Regions from separate parts of the Oryzias latipes genome. Here region 2 is linked to region 1. Evidence: chromatin contacts called from public Hi-C data. All regions are on one chromosome and are shown on one strand. The core of a region is the stretch at or near the end of the contact, and the rest is flanking DNA. Distances in the headings are between cores, read along the strand shown.

What was found. Hi-C and Micro-C count contacts between places; a contact is called where the count stands out from the background.
Region 2: a contact with region 1 is called in a Hi-C map of embryo, with 5 times the contacts expected there. The contact joins the promoter of ero1b here to the promoter of LOC111947380 in region 1. A contact is called at or near these places in 5 of 5 Hi-C or Micro-C datasets (embryo, fibroblasts and gastrula embryo).

What each region holds. Positions count from the first base shown.
Region 1 is chr1:3,751,295-3,755,178 of ASM223467v1, reverse strand. It overlaps LOC111947380 (histone H2B 1/2), which reads left to right and starts at 2,161. Exons shown (of 1, transcript XM_023954411.1): 1 at 2,161-2,982. The coding sequence starts at 2,344. The coding sequence ends at 2,718.
Region 2 is chr1:3,965,711-3,970,120 of ASM223467v1, reverse strand. It overlaps ero1b (ERO1-like protein beta), which reads left to right and starts at 1,696. Exons shown (of 16, transcript XM_023954348.1): 1 at 1,696-2,202. The coding sequence starts at 2,041.

The DNA.
Region 1 (3,884 bases), core at 912-3,411:
GATTCCATATGTGAGTACTGTATGTATACATGCAAATATAACTAGTTATGATTTGGAGAAATTGTAATGTCAAGAAGAATGCATCATTTACTTTGATTTGTTTTCCTTTCAATTTTTGAAAGAATATCTCAAATAGATTTACTATACTTATGTATTTGATTTATTGTCTTTTTTTCATCAAACAAAATCAACCAAACAAGTTGTAATTGGGAAATGGGAACCTTTTTTCAGATTTTTAGAGGACAGCTTTAATAAAAAAGTCATGAGAAAACCTTTTTGACTTAAAAAACAAAAAAACAAAAAAGACAAAGACATGGAAGCGTGTGGACTGAATTTAAAAAAAAAAAAAGACCAAAAAAAGAAGCCAAACAAGGACAAAGTCAGCTTTCAGGGAGGAGTGTGACTTTTTGTGAGGGTCATAAATATTTATAAGTCCTGACTGGAGGGCAGTGAAGAGACTGCATGAACTTTTAATGAGCACTCAGGTTAAATGGGACATTTTATGTCCATAAATGGCTCATTTTAGTCTGGGTTAAACACCCACTGAATATAAATAAGGACAGAATTCTTCTTTTTAATTCTGCAGACTTCCAGAGACTTTACTACCAAATTGATTTGACTCTTTTCTGTGCAGCTTTTGAATGCTCTGTCATCAATGGAGCCATCGTTGCATCACAGCTCCAGAACCGCCTATAAACTGGATGACAGCGTATTTAGCAGTGCTTCATAGCTTTCATAAACTGCTTAATAAACGTTTTTAATGAGGAGTTTCATGCTTCAGCTTTTACTGGATGAGGATAAATCAACAGTTTTTTGTTTTTTCTGTAAAGATCCACATTAGAGCACATCCACTGGACTTAATGCATCTGTGTAAAAGCTTCACGACTTCCTGAATTGAAACTGAACTTTTTGGTAGTTACATTACGCAGAGTCACTTAATTGTGCATTATCGTTTTTTTTATAAAACAAAACAAAAAACACAGACACTTTTTGTACAAAGTACACCTTTTATTTGCTTATTGGCCACAGTCATAATTTGGTTGACCTTACAAAACTTGTTTCGGTAAGGTCATGGGGTTGGAGTGAGCGTGTCCGCTATGGTGGCCCCCGGGAGGCTGACTGTTGGACAGACAGAGAACCACTGCGGCGTGGAGAGGCTAAGGCCTCCAAAACTTCATCAACTTTTTCTTATTTTCATAATAATAATAAAAAAGATCCTTTAACTTTAAATTTGTTTTCATTTTTCCCCTCTCGGATTCTTGCGGGACAATAAGTATTTAACCCTTGTGCTATCTAGGCACTTTAACATTGGGAGTTGGGTCATCTAGACCCACTAGACAGTGCGCTGAACCTTTTTTTCTTCAATGATTTGTGATCTTCTCTGGTGTCCATGGATTACATGAAATCTTTCCACCTTTGTCATGGTAGGGAGAACACGTCAAAGTAAGGGTGGGGTCATCTAAGACAGCACAAGGGTTAAACTGGTTCATTTGTTAAAAAAAAAAATAGCATTTACTTTATTTTATTTGTTTACATCAAAACAATTAAAAAAATTATATTTTATGAATCAAGAGGAGCAGAGAAAAAACTTAAGGTATCTGCCCCATCATCTGATTATTTTAATGATTATTTTAATTTGAGCAACAAAAATTAATCTTAACAAAACGTGCAAACATTTGCTAAGATATGGCAAAATAAAGGCCGCAAAGGCATTCCTTTGCAGAGTATAGAGTCGAAAGAGACTGTTCTTTCCCAGGAGTCGAATAGAAAGTATCAGCTGCTGAGAGGGAATTGAAGTGCCAGTCACTAATATATTTTATACACCTCACTTAACGTGAAACATTTGTTTTTTTCAGTAACGTATTTTTCTATTATGCGCTGCATGTTTTGATACAAAAATATGTTATTTGTTCCTCACTTCACGTGACCTTGAGGGCGCTAGGGAGCTGTCCAGCTCTAAAACCTAAACGAAAAAGCGAATGCTCTGCCCCTGTTTTCTGTCACGTCCTCGGAGAGAGTGGTCTGAGGCCTTTATTTTACCCTTTTTCGGTCTCGGGACTCATTTTTACCCCTCTTGGTGGATTAACGTGGATATATATTGTTGCTACTTCAATGCAACAAAGATACGTTTCGGTTAAATTGTGGCATTTGATCAACTCACAAGGTAACGAATTCAGCAGTTCGACAGGACCGAACTACCAAGACCGGCCAATTAAATACGAGCAACGACGCACAGTGGCCAATCAGGACGCTGCAACAGCACAGTTGGCTTTGCTTACAAAGGGGATAAATAAGGAATCTCGGTAGAACCAGCAGTCATCTGTGTCGAAGCGGAAAGACAACATGCCTGAACCAGCCAAGTCTGCGCCCAAGAAGGGCTCCAAGAAAGCCGTGACCAAGACCGCCGGCAAAGGAGGCAAGAAGAAGAGAAAGACCAGGAAGGAGAGCTACGCCATCTACGTGTACAAGGTGCTGAAGCAGGTCCACCCCGACACCGGCATCTCCTCCAAGGCCATGAGCATCATGAACTCGTTCGTCAACGACATCTTCGAGCGCATCGCCTCCGAGGCGTCTCGTCTGGCTCACTACAACAAGCGCTCCACCATCACCTCCAGGGAGATCCAGACCGCCGTGCGCCTCCTGCTGCCCGGGGAGCTGGCCAAGCACGCCGTGTCCGAGGGCACCAAGGCCGTCACCAAATACACCAGCTCCAAGTAAACGGACTGATGTGATCCACACAAACGGCTCTTTTCAGAGCCACACACCTGATCTGACGAGTCTCATTCCTCTATGTGGAAGAATAGAAACTGTTAAATGTTCTCAATATACAGTAGTATTTCTTCTGTATATATACACTAAACCATGCTGCAAGAATATGTTGAAAGCAAAAATGATCATTCTAGTGGGTCTGTCGAATTGTTTTGACTTGTCTCCTAATTACCCTAAATCAACTGGAATTGAAATAAAACTTGGGAGATGTGAGTCGTTCTGCTTCGGTGCACTATACTTCCCATGATGCATCGGGTTAAAGCGTCTGTTACAGCGTTGCTGTTTAGCACAAGCACAAACATGGTACAGACTTTAAGCGAGCTCTGAAGTCAGGTTTGAATAAAAGTAATAAACCAGATTATAGTTAAGTGGCCAACAGATGCATTTAAACAAAGTTGAAAATAATTTATCAAATCAAAACATTGGTACATTTAACAATTTTTTTCTTTTAAAACTTAAGAACAAACTTGGAACATGTCAATCTTTTGTGTAAAATTGTTTAGGCGGGTCATTGCATTGTTTTTCAATAATTGCAGTTGCTTTGGCATAAACAAAAATTTCTATAAATCACTTTTTGGGGAAAGAAAATATTTTTTAAATTGTGTGTAAATGTGTTGCATCAAATGTCATTGTAATAAACTGGCGGTAAAATAACTACCTGGGTACATCTTCAACTAATATGAAAACTTTTAGAAATAAAACTTGTGATATTCCCAGGCAAGTTACAGACTTTAAATTGTATATTGGGTTTTTTGTCCCCTATAGTGGTTAGGTTGTGTACTGACTTTTCTCCAGTTTCGTTTTTAAATCTCTTAAGGACCAACTCCAATGAAAATCACGTTTTTGGTGGTTTTAACGTGTTCTTGTAGCACTTTTCTAATGATGGAGGACATAAAATTATTTAGGATCATAACTGTTTCCGAGTATCTCTCTACTCTGTTCTGACTCATCAACTTGCAGACAATAGATTCATTTACATTTTTGTTTTCCTCATCCAAGCTGGCATCTGGTTCAGAACTGTACGACTGAAGAGCTCCAATGTTGATGGGATGATGGGGCATTAGCGGACATTGGTTTATCTAAATTGTCCCTAGGTGTGAATGTGAGTGTGAACG
Region 2 (4,410 bases), core at 447-2,946, 220 kb before region 1:
GTTGACGGTTTAGGGCAAGAATTGTCTCAAATTCTGGTCTTTGCTCAGGTTACAGTGAAAAGAGACAGAACAGAAAAAACAACACATTTTCATTCTTTTTTTAGGTTTTATTCTTAAGCGTCTTGTTATTTTATTTTCATGAAGTGTTTTACTCTATGAAAGAGGCCATCTTTAGACAATCAGAAAGAAACAAAAATGTCCAAAAACATTAAAGAAACCAGGTGTGGATTCGACATTTTGGGATTTAGTGTCACAGGCCAGATTTCTGAGAAGGACCAAGATAGATTGACTGAAATTCTGTTTTTTTAAAGGTTGGAAGATTTAATCTTCATTCTTCTTCTTCCACTTTCGGCTTCTCCCATCAGGGGTTGCCACAGCGAACAAGTCGCATGGTAAATTTGGCAATGTTTTACGCCGGATGCCCTTCCTGACGCAACCTTCTCTAACCGGGCTTGGAACCGGCAGAGGTAGAGAAGGGAACAGGGAGCAGCCTGGAGTTGAACCCGGGTTTCATGGACGGAAGGCGCCGCAAACCAGCACAAGCTAAACTGGCTCCCAGGAAGATTTTATCTTCATGTTATAACTTATTGCAGCTGCAATATATATTATTTCAAACTTGAAGTTATAATTTAAACGGTTGGATGTGCTTTGTGTTTGGTCTAAAGATGAATGGGGACATCAAACCAAACTAGGTTGTTTTTGCAGGAGATGGTTAGTTACCTGATGATGTGGCTGCAAACACAGTTATTTGACAGAAAAATCCAAAACTGCTTTATTTAAATCCCCCACATTAGCCTTTTCATGTGTGCTTAAGCATTTCAGGAGCTTGTTTTTGTGTTGGTTAAACACAGATGGGATTAAAAGGCTGTAAGACAGAGTCAACAGTGCACAAACTTTGTCAGAAGAAAATATTTACCCCCAAAAAAGGACGCAATTGACACTGTATAAATAAGGAGTCTGTAACATGTGGATTATTTATTCCTACATCGCGTGTCTTTGGCTTTAAAAAAATCTTAACTTGATTAAAAGCACATTACTTAAGTTAAGTAGATATTCTAATCGATGCTGTAAAAAACTGTAGTTGTTGTTATAATGATGGAAATTTCATGTTTGACTTGTTTTTTCTTGCATTTTTATTTAAGTACTACAAGTATGAAACTTTTTGTTTTGCCGACAGACAACGCTTTAACAACTAATCTGACTCCATATAAAACTGCAGAAGGAGGATCTGATTTGACACAGAGTGTGCCTTATTTTGAAAGGAACTTGTTTGTGAAAGTAAAGAAGCTAAAGTTCTCTATAGAAAAAAATACAACACTTTTTTAAATTTAAATTGTTACAAATGTTGAAAAGCTTTTAAAGCTTTTTTTCCCCAAAAATAAATTAATGGTCACAGAAACATAAATAAAGTGTATTTTTCTTAAAGTTCAAAATGGATTGGGCTGCTGTTGCTGGTTTTTGGTCAATAAGAAACTGGACCAAAAGTTTTTTTTTATTTTTTGGTGTTAAAAGTCGCAGCCCCCTCGTCTAAACAAAACCAATGAGTGTAGATTTTAATTAAAACAGGAAAATCGTGCAATGTTAAAATGGAGACAGTCCCCGTTGGTCTGTACCTGTGTGGTAATCTTATTGTTTGGTGATACGTGTGGCATAAACGACTAATAATGGAGGACTAAAGTCGGCATCTTATTTTGAAATCTCTAAACGGAAGGAAACTTCTTTCAAATCACGTCAACACGGTACAGACATGGAGGTTTGCGGTCGAAAACTTCGACTTAAATCTTCGCCTTTTCCTGCACAATTAGATGTTTGAACCGAGTGACATGTGCCAAAATGCTATTGTGAGGCTTTTCAGACGAGGGTTGCATCACTTCACCTTCGCTTTGCCGCCGCTGTTAGCCTGCGGATGCTAAACGCAGGCAGCCCGCAGCTACAGCCAAGCTAGCTGCCGACTGTCCCGCACACCGGACTGAGTTCCTCATCGCCCCGACTCGTTCTTTTTTTTGTTCCCCGATCAATGACTCGGTGGTGCGGTGGAGGATGTGGAAATTGACCTCGCGAGCGCTTGGTGGCTTGGTGACAGTTTGGTTCTTCGGGAACTTTGTTTTTTGTTGGTTTCAACACAGCAGCAACAACGGGAGACCGCAAACGCAGCACAGCGACAGAACTTCGGACGGCCAGGATCAGAGCTGCCTCTGCCATGTAAGTCACTCGCCCTCCCGTTAGAGTTTTCTCGTTACACCGGATCGAAAGCCGCCGTAGTGCTGAATGTCACGCAGACATGTAAGACTTGTTTTCCAGGAAGTCTTCTAGCACTTTCCACACAGTCATGTTCTTCTGACGTCACCATGTCCGTGTGATGCTAACCTGCTGCTGTTTTGTGGTGTTTTCTGCTTTTTCTCCGTTCGAAAAAACACGAATATTTGTTTGTTTAGATTTTATCCATCTACTTTCGACACTATCAACACAATCAAATGAAAGGTTTGATTCTATGTGACCCATAAACCCATAATTTATACATTAAAAAAGTCACGTAACTTATTACTTTTTACGCATTGGACAGTATTTTATTTAGCATCAGAGTTACATTTAAATTGTTTTTTTCCCAGTTATTTCTAACTATTTGCTTTGCTCCATTTCAGAAGAATATATATCTGTATTTTTTATTGTACGTTTATTGTATTGTACGCATCACTAAACTTTAGCTGTAATAAACATGATGACGTGACGAAAAATGTTCACAAGTCATATTTTTCAAAGTAGAATTACGGTAAATTAATAATCTGGTCAATTATTTTCTCTCCAAATTATGTTTTTGCCTTTTCAAAGTTAAAAAGCGTGGTGTTTTCTTATTGGTTTCTTCCGTTTCCTGCTCTCTTATGGGAGTTGTAGTTCCTTGTCGTACCTACTACGCTCTGCCTGCCGCAGCGGGGCCTGAAATAAACTACAAACCGGACGGCTTTGGTTGGAGGCGGTTATTCAGTTTGACAGCTGATTTTTTTTTGGAGGCAGGGCTTCCTGCGGGGTTGGGCCTGGAGCAGTTTAATGTCAACTTGTCTGGGAGTGAGGCCGAATTGTTTGCTGACTTATGGAATATAAGTTTAGCAGGAGATAATTCCAGGAGGGAGAAACTACACATCGGAAGGAAGGGCAGGATGCTGAGAGGAACAGGCCGTTTTATCCCTTTCCTGACATTCATTGGGTTGTTAAACTCAGAGGTCGGCCGAGTTTTATTTTATAATCTTTATTTATGATTTGACGATATTTTTTAAACATATTTAAAGAGCTGGAGTCAAAATGGCCTATGTTAATTCCATTTTTAAGTCATTAAATTTCTATTTTTCATTAAAATACTAAACTAAGAAGTGATAAGTGGTGCCATATGGTTGGTTATATGTTTTCCTAATATTGAGTTTTCCTTAATTTTCATAAAAAGGCTAAGACATAAAAATAAAAGTATGTTATGTTGTATTACTGGATTTGGTTGAACAATGGATTCATATTTTATAGTAAACAAATAAGTGTTGCTTTTGTTTTTCATTATATTTAACCTTTCCTGTTGTTAACAGACAGAAATGTGTTTATATAAAATAAAAATTCGTCCCAAAGATATTAGGAAAACAAAAATAATACTGTTTAAAAGATAATAGCTATATATATATTTATTATGAATGTTTAGTTTCCTTTTTTAATCTTCTTTTCTGTTAGGTCACATTTTCCATTTAAAATACAACAACATTTCTTCCAGACATTATTTGGGGTTAAGGATTTTATTATCAATCGGTGAACTCTCTAATCTGGAGTCTCACATTAAATACAGAATTTGTTTATCAAAATGTAAAATTCAAACTCCATTCAAATGAAGTCAGATGGGAAGTTCTTGTAAAATCCTTTCTTCAAGCTTTTTTTTTAAGGTGTTTTCAACCCGAGGATGATGGGAAAGAATTTAGTCCCTACTGAAGAATAATATTTTTTTTCTTTTTAACAGATTTAACAGTAATCTGTTTGTGTTTTATATTTTTGCAATATTATTTTACAAACTTAAGAAGTCGTTCTTTAACATTCTATGTTTATATTGTGTTTAAAGTCTTTTCTCGATTAACCCGTTAAAACCTGCGCTAATATTTGAGCTAACCCTTTACACGTGTTGTCTCCGACTAAGCAGAATTACCTACTGTGGTAATATAGCCCAAACTGTGATATCCACCCATGTTGATGGGTGGATTTGAGAGATTAAAGAGGCTGTTTGCTCCGTTTAGACCACAGGTGCGGGTTAGTGACCTATAGTATGACTTATTAAACAACCCAGAGCCTCCTCATTTGTGGTGTTTAAGTCCCACCCCGTGCTTCATTTGTGTAAGGCTAGCCATGTCAACAGCGAATGTGTGTGTGTGGGTTCAGGTAACACAA